2 separate regions of the Mus musculus genome follow, and region 2 is linked to region 1. Evidence: chromatin contacts called from public promoter capture Hi-C data. All regions are on one chromosome and are shown on one strand. The core of a region is the stretch at or near the end of the contact, and the rest is flanking DNA. Distances in the headings are between cores, read along the strand shown. Region 1 overlaps Blm (Bloom syndrome, RecQ like helicase). Region 2 holds the start of Nmb (neuromedin B).

Evidence for each region. Promoter capture Hi-C pulls out the DNA fragments that hold promoters and counts their contacts.
Region 2: a promoter capture Hi-C map of neutrophils shows a contact between it and region 1, with 4 times the contacts expected there. The contact joins the promoter of Nmb here to the enhancer-like site in region 1. A contact is called at or near these places in 2 of 39 promoter capture datasets (cranial neural crest and neutrophils) and 2 of 115 datasets of contacts at active chromatin or transcription factors (bone marrow-derived macrophages and memory CD8 T cells).

What each region holds. Positions count from the first base shown.
Region 1 is chr7:80,455,329-80,461,812 of GRCm38.p6, reverse strand. It overlaps Blm (Bloom syndrome, RecQ like helicase), which reads left to right. Exons shown (of 22, transcript NM_001042527.2): 20 at 961-1,083; 21 at 2,817-3,000; 22 at 6,377-6,484. Among named protein-coding and RNA genes, the nearest start is that of Gm44851, 54 kb to the right of the region's middle. Within about 2 kb of position 4,677, at least 116 of the 459 cell types and tissues checked have an H3K27ac peak or open chromatin away from gene starts, as enhancers often do. A contact at or near this core is called in bone marrow-derived macrophages and neutrophils, where this site is marked.
Region 2 is chr7:80,902,906-80,909,966 of GRCm38.p6, reverse strand. It overlaps Nmb (neuromedin B), which reads left to right and starts at 4,905. Exons shown (of 3, transcript NM_026523.4): 1 at 4,905-5,146; 2 at 5,661-5,833. The coding sequence starts at 4,990.

The sequences.
Region 1 (6,484 bases), core at 3,428-5,927:
AATGGTAGGTTTTTGGCTATTAATGTAGTTTCCTAACTGGTCTCCTTAATGTCCTATGTGAGCATGTTGTGCTTTTACTTTTATGTTTTCCCAGGCCACTAACACTAGAACAGCTCACTAGACACAATACAGAGTCTGTCAAGGGGGTCATAGGGTCTGCATCTGCTTTCTTCTTCCATTTTGTCTCCCACTAGCCCTCTTGAACCTGCTCTATCCCATAGTCTATCACTTTCCTCCAAGCATAAGAGTGACTGGAAAGGATCTGAAATCTACCCTCTGCTCAAGGCAGAGATATGGGATTAGCACCCTTTCACTCCAAAGCCAACGCTCTTGGCTCAGAGCAAACCCAAGCCTTGGTTTTTACCACTACATCCAGCTTGCTCCATTCTTCCTCCTTCAGAGCCAATAAGCATCCCTTTCTACTCTTTCCCAAACAGCAGCCAGCGTGACCTTTGAGCCATAAGAAGGTGTACTGTCCCTGCTTCACCTGCATGGGACTAACCAGATGAGGACTCAGTCAGTGTCGGGGCAGATTCAGTGTAGTGTGTCTCTTGAGATGGAGTGTGTATGTCTGCAGAGCTAGACATAGAATGTCAGTGTTGTTTACAAATACGGGGACATTTGTCCTGCAGCTAGACAAGCCTTGGCAGTGGGGACAGTGTGCTGGAAGCCTGAACACTTAGCACAGGGCCCACCCTAGCTTTCCACAGGCACTTGGCTGGCTCCCACCCCCTACGTTGACATCTGTGCCTTTGTTGCTGAGACTGGACAGTGGGCCCTGCCTCCTGGCCTGTGTGCTGCATTTCCAGTCTAACTTCACCTTTTAGAAAACTCCCCATGGATCCGGTCCCAGCAATAGTTGGCTCTTAACAAGCATGAGTGAAATGAGCAGATGCACATGAATTCAGTGGTTTTTCCATGAGTGGTGATTTAAATTCTTAATTTTATATCCACACACAGAATCTTTATCTTCTGATCCTGAGGTTTTGCTTCAGATTGATGGTGTTACCGAAGACAAGCTGGAAAAATATGGTGCAGAAGTGATTCCAGTATTACAGAAGTACTCAGAATGGACAGTGCCAGGTTCCGTATCCTCCAAACCTGTTTACTTGTGAGCCCCTCTCAGAACTGTGTTACTGTTAAGCAGTGCGTCTCCCTGAGCTGGCACCAGGTAGTTAATGCATCCTACACCTGTTACACTGAAGTTCCAATCCTAAGAACAGTCCCAGTGTGTGAGGCACCTCTCAGGTAGTTAGGAAGCCCGGCATTAAAGCTGCTGATGGAGCACAGGTGGGAGGGAGCCTCTGTGCCTGCCCGAGGGCCTACACGCTGTTGTTTTGGTAAGGCAAAGTGAGTGGCCAAGGAGTCATGATCCCTGGCACCCATTCCAGATGGACTATCACCTCACTATGTGATCCTGGCAGGACACCAGCATCCCCAGTGTGCTTCACTGTTCGTTCTCATGTAAGGAAGGGACATGTTATCTAGCAAGCTTGTCAAGATAACATGTTAGAGTAGCTCTTACGTGCTTTGGGAAAATGGATGTGTCACTGGAACACTCTTGCCATTGGAAGAATCTGACTTTGTGAGGACATCAAAGCAGAGGTTGCCAGAGGCTGCATTAGGTCTGTCCTGTGGTGCCTCGTTACAAGCCATGGCACTGGTATAGAGATCACTGGATGAGGGAAACTGAGAAAAAGGAGTAGTTTGCTGTAGGGGATGAAGGGGCACAGTGTGCTGTCCACTTACACGCCAGCATTAAGTTGTCATCCCCAGTGGACCTGCTGTCTTAGTCAGGTTTCTATTGCTGTGATTAATACCGTGATCAGAAGCAACTTGGGGAGCAGAGGGTTTGTTTGTATTATGTATCCTGAGCTGTAGTCCATTGAAGCAAGACAAGTCCAGGGCTGAAGCAGAGACTATGAAGGAACACTGCTTACTCACTTGTTCCCTCTCAACTTCTCAGCCTCTGCCTCCATTTACCTCAGGACCACCTCAAGGACAGCATGACCAAGGGTGGGCTGTGTTCCTCCTTCCCATCAATCAAGAAAATTCAAGTCATGCAATGTTAGCACACACCTTTAATCTCAGCAATCAGGAGGCAGAGGCAGATGGATCTCTGAAGTAAGGCTAGCCTGGTCTACAGAGCAAGTTCCAGGACAGTCAGGGCTGCACAGAGAAACCCGTCTCAGAAAAAAACACAAAAGAAAAGAAAATGCCCTAGCATCCCTAACAGGCCAGTCTGGTGGGAGAACTCTCTCAGTTAAAGTTCCTTCTCCAATAACTCTAGGCAAATGTATGTTTTCACTCAGGCCAAATTCCTGCTTGATATGCCACGTGTTCATAACAATTATGCAGAGAAATGGCTTAGGAGTAAAATACAGTACTGAATTTTCTGGTGTGTTTATTAAGAGGCTGTTGGTTAAAGATGAAGAACAGAATTTGTTGGTTTTTTTATATTGGACTTATTTTCTCAACATGTTTAAAATGATAAATAAAATCAGCTAACACTTATGGCAGCCTTTACTTCAGTTCGCAAGGGTTAGCTGCACAATGTAAAATAACATAGGCCTCATGCAGTAAAGTGTGAACTAAACCTGACATCTCCAGTTGAGTTGAAAATTATCACAAAAATCTGTAAGTAATGAGTTTTGATTCTCTCTCATTAAATATAAATTGCCATTGAACATACTTAAGCTTTTCAAAATAAAATGTTTAATTCCTGCTGAGGTGTTGAATCCATTCAGCAGGAAAGCAGCTGGTATTGGGCTCCAAACCCAGGGTCACCTGTAAATGTCTGCATTTCCTGTTTGTAGCTGAGGATGGTTCCCCAGGCGCCAGAGGCGCCCCAGAGGACACTGAGGAGGAGGAGGAGGAAGCGCCTGTATCTTCTCACTACTTTGCAAATCAAACTAGAAATGAAAGAAAGAGAAAGAAAATGTCAGCCACCCATAAGCCCAAGAGGAGAAGAACTAGTTACGGTGGCTTCAGAGCAAAGGGGTATGTATGGTCTTTATGTCTTTGTAGCATCCGGGGGACGGGGAGGATGGGGTGCATATAGCTGCTCTAACAGTCAATAGTTAATAGATTGATGGCTAGCCCCTAAACCAAAGTAAAAGCAGGACTTTGGATTTTTAAGTAATCTAATTTGCAAAAACTTCTCAAACTTTGACTTTACCTTGGAATTTTTGTTTCTTTTGAGGTAATTATTCTTCTTAAAGTATTTTCCACCAAAAACACCCTGAGTAAATAACACGGCCGTGTCCTTCAGGCTTTTGGGAGTCTATAAGTGTTTGCTGCACTCCCTCTGCTGCAGGATTCTCTGGGTCTCTCTGCTATTTTTTGAGACAGGGTCTCCTCTATCACAGTCTGCCCTTGAACTTAGTTTAAAGCCAAGGTTGACCCTGACTTTATACTCTTCCTGCATCCACCTCCCAACTTCTGAGATTACATGTGGGCCATCACACCTGGTTTATGCAATGCTGAGGTCCAGCCCATAGCTTCCTACAATCTAACTGAGCACTGCTAGCCCAGCGCATTCCCCACCCTCCCTGCTACTTTTAATGCCCGGGAGACTGGGTCTCCTAGTCTTGGCAGGATAGCTGAGAGGAGACCACTTGGGGAAATCCAAAGGCCAGACAAGCCAAGTTTCCTTGGGGGCTGTGTAAGTGGTTTCTGTCTTCTCCTCCCTTTGCTTGGCTGCAGCATGTCTGCACAGGAGAAGCGAAGTCAGAGTGGCCAGGTCTTGGCAGCAGGCATGTTTTCCACCATTGGACTGTATCCAAGAGTCCCTCCCTCCCCCTCTTCCTCCTTCTCCCCTGCTAGATGCCCATCACCTCCTGCCCTCAATCCAGAGATGGTGGTCCCCAGAGAAGTGCATACTGTAACAGAACTGCTTAGAACAGGAACCAAAGCTGCATGGCTCTGAGCTGTTGTTTGCAGTTTTCCACCTTTTCTCCTTCTAAGTGAGAAAAACAAGATTGAGTGGGGGAAGAGAAAGGCAGACAATGTCACCAAATTGTCATTTCTTGTTAAATCCATAAACAGACTTCTTACATGTGCTAACCTTCCTCCAGAGTACACAATTAAAGACATTTGTAAATGGTGGTTTAACTTTGTGGTTTTGAGTGCGCAAGTGACCATCAGATATTCCTCAGTGAGGACATTTTCTCATTTCCTTCATTTATTCCTCCCCTTGGGAAGCACTCATTTGCTTAGTTGCTCACAGAGCATGAGACCTTAAAAAGCTTCTGGTCCAACCCCCTTGGGTTTAGGATGGGGAAACTGGCCTGGCCTGTGTTGTGTGGGAGGGAAGGGCTTGCCTGAGGCCAGTCTCGCCTACTCCGTTTCAGAGGTAGGATTGGACACTGGCCTGGCCTGACGGCTCAGAGCACTTTCACTTCTGCGAGTCTGTGGACACTCCTTGAAACCGTGGGCGATCTGACATCTGGCTTCTACTTGTTGGGAGGGAAGAGACCAACACTGTTCTTTGCTGCTGGCTCCTTCACTTCATTTGCACAGCAGCTGTTTGTGAGAAAGGAGCTCTTTGCCATGTTGCCTGTAATCTGATTTAATAAGGAGTAAAACTCAAATTTGCACGAGGCATAAAGGTTTACTGTAGCACTCGGGAGCTAGGAGGCAGGAAGATCAGAGTGCAAGGTAATCTGTGGTTCAGTGCCACACATGGTCATGCGTGCCTCAGTGTCAGCAGTTGAGAGGCACACAAATCTCTGCGTTTGGGTCCAGCCGGCACTCTACAGAGAAACCCTGTCTCAACAAAAGTAAGCAAATACGTAAATGCATACACACGCTCTCTCGCACACGCACTCGCGCACACACACGCACAGTCCAAAGCCAGTCTGTGCCATGAGACTCTATCTCAGAAAACAAAACCAACATCATAGTGCCCCACAGCCAGCTCCGGTTTCCATCTAAGTGTAGTCGGTCTGTGTGTAAGGAGGGTCTCTTCTGCCTGCCAGCTTGGTGACTCTTCACCATCAGCAGCTGCTTGGCATCTCCTCTGCTCCTCTGGGTTTTCCAGCCCACCCTGAGGGGGATTCCAGCCCCGGGGCTGCTCACCTGTGCAGTGAGAGAATACTGGGGCTCCTTGCCAAGAGCCCTTCACCCCCAACAGACCACTGGGGCTCACGTCTCCAGAAAGCCACACAATGAGCCAGGTGTGTTCTGAGCTTTCTGAGTGGGAGGAAAATGGATGAGCCGTTGAAATGGAGGCTGCTGTTGGCAGATGCGTTCTGTAAATCCATATAAACAGCAGGGTTTGCTCCGGGCTTCATTCCTCAGCAGGAAGTCAGCAGAGGGAAACTTGAGGCTGCTTCTCCGCCAGATCTGCAATGAGATTGCCTTCCCTCCAGCAAGAGGTTTACAATGTTGAAAAACTTTTCCTAACCCCAGCAGCATGCCCTAGGATGCCACTAACTGCCCGGGATTATACAACTGATGGTGCACCTCTGCACTGCCCACTGTCACTGTAAACCAGCTGACAAGGTGGTTCACTTTTTGTTTGTTTTATCAAGGGTTAGAAAATTGCTCTCCTCGGGTCAGCAAAGAAGTGATATGCAGGGCACAGCTCAGGCTCTGGCAGGGCCCTCTTCCCTTCTTGTAGGAGGCAGTAAGCAGAAAGGACAAGTTGGCAGTTCTTTGGGTGTTGGGGCAGGGGAATTGCTGACTACGTGGCCCTGACACATGCCAGACCACTGCATGAGGCAGCTTGGTCCTCCCTAAGGAGCCACATATGCAGCCTTCCTAGGACTATGTGACTAGGATGAGGCCACCCAGAGGCTCTGCCCCATCTCCACTCTGCACAAAGCTGCCTTGCTCACATCTGGGTCAGTGCAGTAATTCTAGGGTATCTGATGGCCAGAGATTTGGGGTCTTTAAGAGATGTCTTCATGCCAGGCAGTGGTGGCTCATGCCTTTAATCCCAGCACTTGGGAGGCAGAGGCCAGCCTGGTCTACAGAGTGAGTTCCAGGACAGCCAGGGCTATACAGAGAAACCCTGTCTTGAAAAACCAAAAAAAAAAAAGAAAAAAAAAAAAGAGAAAGAGGTCTTCACTTCCTCTTTGTTAGAATAGACCCAGAGGCAGAGGATTCCGGCTATAGGCTGTGGAAGGTGTGGCTAGAGGGAGAGTCTGTGGTTGGTCACAGGCCACGAACTGAGATACTTTAGAAAGAAATTCAGAGCATACTTGTGTACTGGGGTAGGGCAACTTACCCTCTCGTGGGGTTTCCAGACAGAAAATGCAGACAAATGTAAGACCAAGGAAAATCATGTTTGTTCTCCTGGCAAGTTAACAGACAAGATTATTAACTTCGTCTCATTTAGCATTTTAATTTTCTTTTCTTTGCCACATTTTAGGGGCTCTACTACATGCAGAAAAACGACTTCTAAAAGTAAATTCTATGGTGTAACTGGATCCCGCTCGGCCTCATGTGCTTCTCAGGCAACATCATCAGCCAGTAGAAA
Region 2 (7,061 bases), core at 3,656-6,155, 450 kb before region 1:
CAACTTGAGCTACATGAGACCCAGTCTCAAAACACAAACCCAAAAGCCACATCCATCAGATATTTGAGCTTTCCTTATGATGATCTGTAAACTACTAAATCCATAGGGGTGTCTTCAGGAAATAGAAATCTGATATCCTCATTGTCTTAGTCAGGGTCTCTATTCCTGCACAAACATCATGACCAAGAAGCAGTTGGGGAGGAAAGGGTTTATTCGGCTTACACTGCTTCCATACTGCTGTTCCATCACCAAGGAAGTCAGGATTGGAACTCAAGCAGGTCAGAAAGCAGGAGCTGATGCAGAGGCCATGGAGGGATGTTCTTTACTGGCTTGCCTCACCTGGCTTGCTCAGCCTGCTCTCTTATAGAACCAAGACTACCAGCCCAAAGATGGCACCACCCACAAGGGGCCTTTCCCCCCTATCACTAATTGAGAAAATGCCTTACAGTTGGATCTCATGGAGGTATTTCCTCAACTGAAGCTCCTTTCTCTGTGATAACTCCAGCAGTGTCAAGTTGACACACAAAACCAACCAGTACTCTCATTATCATGACACTCCTGCCCCAGTCTCTTACTCCGATCAGTCAGGAACATTTTGCCTTGTTACCCTGATTTTTCTGAAGCTTGTCTAGTTCTCATATACAGTTCAATGGAACTATTTACTGTGAATGACAAACGCCTGTCTTAGGCATCCCCAGCATGCCTCTACCTACTTTCAGTCACTTCACTACAACCATGGCTTTAACTGTCCCATCTATTTGGATTGGTAAGCCTGGTTCCTGCTTTAATTCAGGAAGTCTAATTACACAAATTTATATTCAGAACTTTATGTTAGGCAAGTAGATAAATTAGCTGACATCAAGCTTTGGTCAAGCTCTCAACCTGCCAATTTATTCAAGCCAAAGCCATGGTGCTACAGAATTCTTTCTCAGCACTGGTCAAGAATTGAGGTAATACCAAGTGTGGAGGTCCACCAGCATGTAGGAGGCAGAAGCAGGCAGATCTCTTTAAAAAAAAAAAAAGGAAGAGAGCCAGGCGTGGTGGCGCACGCCTTTGATCCCAGCACTTGGGAGGCAGAGGCAGGCAAATGCCTGAGTTCGAGGCCAGCCTGGTCTACAAAGTGAGTTCCAGGACAGCCAGGGCTATACAGAGAAACCCTGTCTCGAAAAACCAAAAAGAAAAAGGAAGAGGAGGAGGAAGAAAAAGGAGAAAGAAGAAGGAGGAGGAGGAAGAAGAAAAAGAAAAAAGAGCCGGGTAGTGCTGGTGCATGCCTTTAATCCCAGCACTTGGGAGGCAGAGGCAGGCAGATGCCTGAGTTGGAGGCCAGCCTGGTCTACAGAGTGAGTTCCAGGACAGACAGGGCTACACAGAGAAACCCTGTCTCGAAAAACCAAAAAGAAAAAAGAAGTGAGCCGGGCGTGGTGGCACATGCCTTTAGTCCCAGCACTCGGGAGGCAGAGGCAGGCGGATTTCTGAGTTCGAGGCCAGCCTGGTCTACAAATTGAGTTCCAGGACAGCCAGGGCTATACAGAGAAAGCCTGTCTCGAAAAACCAGGAAAAAAAAAAAAGTGATGTAGGTGCGTTGGCATTTTGATTTAGGAACCAAGGTGTCACAGGCATGCTTTGGGCGGGGCCATGCTCTGTTGTGTGGACACTCAGGTCTCACTAAGGAGTGAATGATTCCCGGTGACGGGCTCTGCTTTTCCTGGGACCCCACCGTCTGCTCTACTGCAAGCACTTTACAGTTTGTTACAAACGTCCATCCTTTCCTGTTTCTTCCGCATAGGCAGGCTGTGATGGAAGTTGTGTGTGATAGGCTTCCTCCCCTGCATCTTCTTCATCACCCTTGTATTTGCCCTTCTCCTTTCCTGCTGGGCAGCACTGGCTTTTCCTTCTAGGATTTCTTTTCTGTCTTTGTCACTTTAGCCTGCCGATCCCCACCGTGCTGGGGTGGATGCCCACGTGGACGGTTATGCCATTACTCTTTCCGGGCCACACCTTTTCAGTGTAGATGACACATTGCCTTCTGTGCACCTGGACCGCCTTGCTAATCTGCTGACCTTTGTGGTGTCCTTGGACAACCTGAACTTCATCTTCCTATCAAATGGGCACTATACTTCTGTTTCGGCCTTTGGAGAGTGGAAGACATCATGTTCTTGCAAACGTGAGCTGGTTCACTGAAATGCCACTTAATTGCTTCAGTCAGAACTCACAAAGGGATTGAGCTTCATTCTGGGCGCTGCTCTCACGATAGCTGCAAAGGCAAGAGCTATTGTTTCCTATTTAACAAGCTACAGAGTAACCTCTGTTCCACCCAGGAGAGAAAGCAGAGTTCAGGCGTTTGCACTGCTTCTTTACAAGGTCTGTGCACAGCAGAGGTCTGCTCTTTCCCAGTACAGGTTGCCACACTGGGTGCCTTACCCTGTCTTGTCTTTGGAAGTTGAATGGGCTACTGCAGAAAACGTAGATTTGCAAAGCCCTCTCTCCCTCGGGTTGGCTCAGATTATCAAATCTCCTAGAATCGTGGGATTCTGTACCAGATTCCCAAGTGTTAAAACCTCTTTGGCCACTCAGTAATGTGGCACACATTCCAGCACTGGAGAGGTTGAAACAAGAGGATTTGGAGTTCAAGGCCAGCCTTGGGCTCCACAGTGAGTGTAAGTCTCTAAAATCCCAAAACATTTTTAGAAACCCTCTTTGGGGCTGAAAATATTACTTCAGTGTGTAACTGTCACCTTACGTGCACCAAGGTTCCGTGCAGTTAGGGCCGCTGCCTGGCCTGCCCACTTTGCAGGGCTTCCCGGCATCCTGGGCTCTCGCTCTCTTCACTGAGTAGCAGCTTCCTGGCTTGCTGTGTGTGTCAGATCCGTGAGCCTGTGAGAACAGAACTCAGTGTCACGTGCAGGAGAGCAGTGAGCTGGGAGAGGTAGTGTCACTAGCTCTGCCCCCAGAGAACTCAAAACTCACCCCGGTGCTGAGCGGATACAGGCGTGGGAAAATGGCGTGCATGTGTTAGGGGGAGCTGTGTGTGTTCTCAAAGCTTTGGGTACATCAGGCAGTGCCCCAAAGGTGTCATGACAAGTAACGAAGCCTCTGAGGTGATCTCTGACAGTGACATAAGAGAGAAGCTTGTCAGGTGAGTTCCTTCAAGCATTTAAGGAAGTCAGCACTCACTAAAGTCAATACTGTTTCCTTTGGTTTCTACGTCCATGGACCAAAGCGACAGTCTGAGCATGTGATAGATGCAGAAAAGCGGGAGGCAGCCACACAGGGAAGATTAGTATGGGAAGGTGATAAGAGCTATATCTGAACACCATGGCTAAGCTGTGACAAGAAAGCAGGGAGGTGTGAATGTCAGGTTGGAAGTGAGAAGCAAGGAGACTGAAGGGAAAAGCCAGGGCCAGAAATGGACTGTCACTGTCCCGTGTGCCACACTCCAGAACCTCAGTAACACGGCCTCAGAAAACTTCCCTGGGCCTGGGGGATGAAGGCTAAGCTTAGGCAGTGCTTGCCGTGCAAGTATGAGTACTGAGTTCAGATTCCCAGCACCAAACGCAAAGCCAGGGGTGTGGGCCAGCACCTAAAATCCCAGCGCTAGGCAGGTGGAGAGAGGAGGGTCCCTAGGCTTGCTGCCCAGCCAGGTTTGAGTCAATGAGCTCCAGTTTCAGCAAGAGACCCCGCCTCAAAAAGTAAGGTGTAGGCTGGGGAGATGACGAAGTGGATAAAAGCACTTGCAGCCACAAGGCTGAGCTAAGTTCAGATTGGTAGAACCCACATGACAAACTGTATGTACTGACACATACATGCAATCAGTGTTCCTGTGGTGAGATGAGAGAGATGGATGGGAGAATAACCCAGAATCTGTGGGCCTGCTAAACTGGACTATATGACAGACAGCAGAAAGAAGGACACCCTGTCTCAAACAAAGCAGAAGGTAAGAACTGACCCAGTAAAGACAGCAAACCAAGTAGAGTGGCTCACATCTATAATCTGGTACTTAGGAACCTGAGACAGGAGGCTTGCTATAAGTTCAACTCAATCTGTTCTATGTAGGAGTTCCAGGACAGAGAGCTACATAGCTCATGTCCCAAACAAAATAAAAAGATTATGCTAGGCAGCACAAATGATGCAGTAAAGGGTCCAAGACCTAATACTCTATTCCATCAGTCACTCCTTGACTTAGTTTCTAATGAGTAAGTGAACTCTTGTGAACAGGAAATTGGTGTCCCCTCCTGCCCCTCCCACAATGCTGGGTCGGAGCACATATCTGCCCCTGATCATTCAGGGATGCCACTGATGACTGAAGATACTTTCCAAGACCAATAAGAACAGCTCTGGAAGGCAGAGTTCTGCTTCTCCACAAGTAGTATGGTTATTTCCGTTTTACACTAGAGAAGTCATCTGGCCCAGCAATCTTTCCACTGATCTGACCTACAGTATGATAAGCCAGGCCCTTTAAAGGGTACCACTACTAGGAGGCAGCTCCTCACTCCCTTCCCCATAATTCTGTCCCCGTTCTGGGCACAGAACTTGTCCAGGTTATCCAGTGTGTGCCATTTGTGAGCACAAAGCAGGGCAAACAAGGCTCAGATGGTTTGAGACAGGAGGTGACAGGATTCTTGAGTTCCTCTGCGGGATGATGCCAAACACATAGACTGCCAAAAGCAGGGCTTCTTGTTCTGCTTTAGCTTTAAGGAGAAGCTTTGAGGGCTGAAGTAACAACTTGATGGAAACACAGAAAGCTGTGTTGGTGGCCTTGGGAACCACCTTTGCTGGGGACGATGCCATAAGCACGCGAGTGTGGTGGGTTTCTAGGAGAAACCGGGATGCAAGGCTGTGTGGGCGGAGCCTGCGGGGCGGGGCTCTGGGGCGGAGCGAGCTCCGCTCCTCAGGCAGGCTCCGCTCCCGACTGTAGTTTAAAAGGCTGGAAGGCGGGCTTCGAGAACTAGTATCCTGAGAGTGCCAGAGAAGAGCCTGTTTGGCACAGCCATGACCCGGCAAGCAGGGAGCTCTTGGCTCCTCCGTGGTCTCCTGCTCTTCGCATTGTTCGCTTCCGGCGTCGCTCCCTTCAACTGGGATCTCCCGGAGCCCCGCAGCCGAGCAAGCAAGATTCGAGTGCACCCTCGGGGCAACCTCTGGGCGACCGGTAAGTGTTAGGGGACCCCCTATAAGCATGCCTCATTCTCCTTGGTCCTCAGTTTCCTTTTCAACACTTTGGAGGCTCTTGGTAGCGGAGCTCCTGCAGTCGCGGGGGGCTCATCAAGTTTAACAGATGGGAATCTTGAGACCCTAGACATGGCTAAGATAACCCACTCAGAAAGTTTAAGACAGAGATTAGATCCGGTTACCAGTCGGTTAGGCAGACTGACAAGTCTTCTCACCTCATGTCTTCTCTGCATCCATTTAGAGGCACCTTCTCCACTTCCTTCCCTGGCAGGTAGTCTCCCTGGTCCTGGGCTATCTACCCGTCTTCTATCCTCCAGCGGGTCAGGAAAAGCTCAGGATGTCAGCTTTGCCTCCACCCAGAGATCTGTGGCTTCTGAGGATAATGTTTCTTGTCTTCCCTCTGTGAGAGCCGAAAGGTCGACTAGACCAGAGCTTGCTGTGGTGATGGGGTCCTCATCTTGAGCTCCCATGTACCTTGGCACCTCCTTTCTTAGGTCACTTCATGGGCAAGAAGAGCCTGGAACCCCCGAGCCTGTCACTGGTGGGGACAGCACCCCCTAACACCCCGAGGGACCAGAGACTACAGCTGAGTCATGATCTGCTCAGGATCCTCCTGCGAAAGAAAGCTCTAGGCATGAACTTCAGTGGCCCAGCTCCCCCAATCCAGGTAAGCCCCCTCCCCAGTACCAGCATGGAAGAATTGCTGCCCAGCATGTCTTCAGGGTGGGACTGCCTAGCCAGACGGTAATGGATTCCAGAAAGCCAAGGTCCCAGGGCTCAAAGGGGGAATATCCCAAAGACTGGAAAATGACGCAGCAGCCAGACTACATGGGGGAAAAAGTTCCTCCTTGCCCATCCCCAGTCTGACGTCGCAGACTAGGAGTATTCTAGCTCTTAAATAGAGTGTTCTCCAGGCCACACAGCCTTGTCCACCCCAGCTGTCATTAGCCAAGCCCACCTTTGCCATGCCAGGCTGTGCTTGTGTCCCAAGCTGTGATCCCTACGGCCTTGAGGTGGAAGGGAAGTGACCAGTGGTGACACCTCAGAACCAGCCTGCTTTCCAGTCTCCCATCCACTTCCCAATGCCAGTGTTCCTGACAGTAAAGGCTCTGCAGGGCTGTCCTTTGCATTTGAGATGCTTAGCACATCCCTGGTCTCTACCCGCCAGAGGCCAGTAGCACATTCCCTTCTCACCAAGTTGTGATAACCAAGATTCCCTGCAGACCAAGAACAATGCACTTGCCTGCAGTCCCAAATGCCTCATAGGTTGAGGCAGGAGGATGGTTTGAGATCAGGAGTTTGGGAAAAACAAAAACCAAAGCCTTCGGACATGAGTGTCGGTGTCCCCCTGGTGGAAGTGGGCTTGACTCACTGCTGGTTGTAAAGCATTGACCTGTGGTGCTCAAGGCCTTGTGGTGCTGCCAGGTGGTGTGGCAGCTCCTCCGTTCTTGGCTCCTGCTGGTGTCCCCTGGTACTCATTGCTGTGTGCAGAAGGCAGTGGGATGGGTAGGATGCATGCTGGGGCCACACCTAGCTAACTAGCTAGGGGAACCTTAGAAATGTGTCTTCATCAAATAGAAACAACAGGCCCACCTCCCAGTAGATGAGATCATTTGTATCACGTGCAGTCCAGTTCTGGGCAACCAGAAAGCTCTTGGAAGCAGGAGTTCCTACCACATGTCTGCAAGCCTCTGGCAGGACTTTGCTATGACGCCCTTCCTACCCCTACTATGCTTAGCACAGTGTGAACATGCTCAGAGAAGAGACATTCCTTAGAAGCAGGTCTACCTCCAGTCCCAGCAAACATCCCTGGAACCCCTGATGCAAAAGCGAGAAGCTTGGGCTAGCTGAGTCCAGAGAGAAAGAGAGAGAGAGAGAGAGAGAGAGAGAGAGAG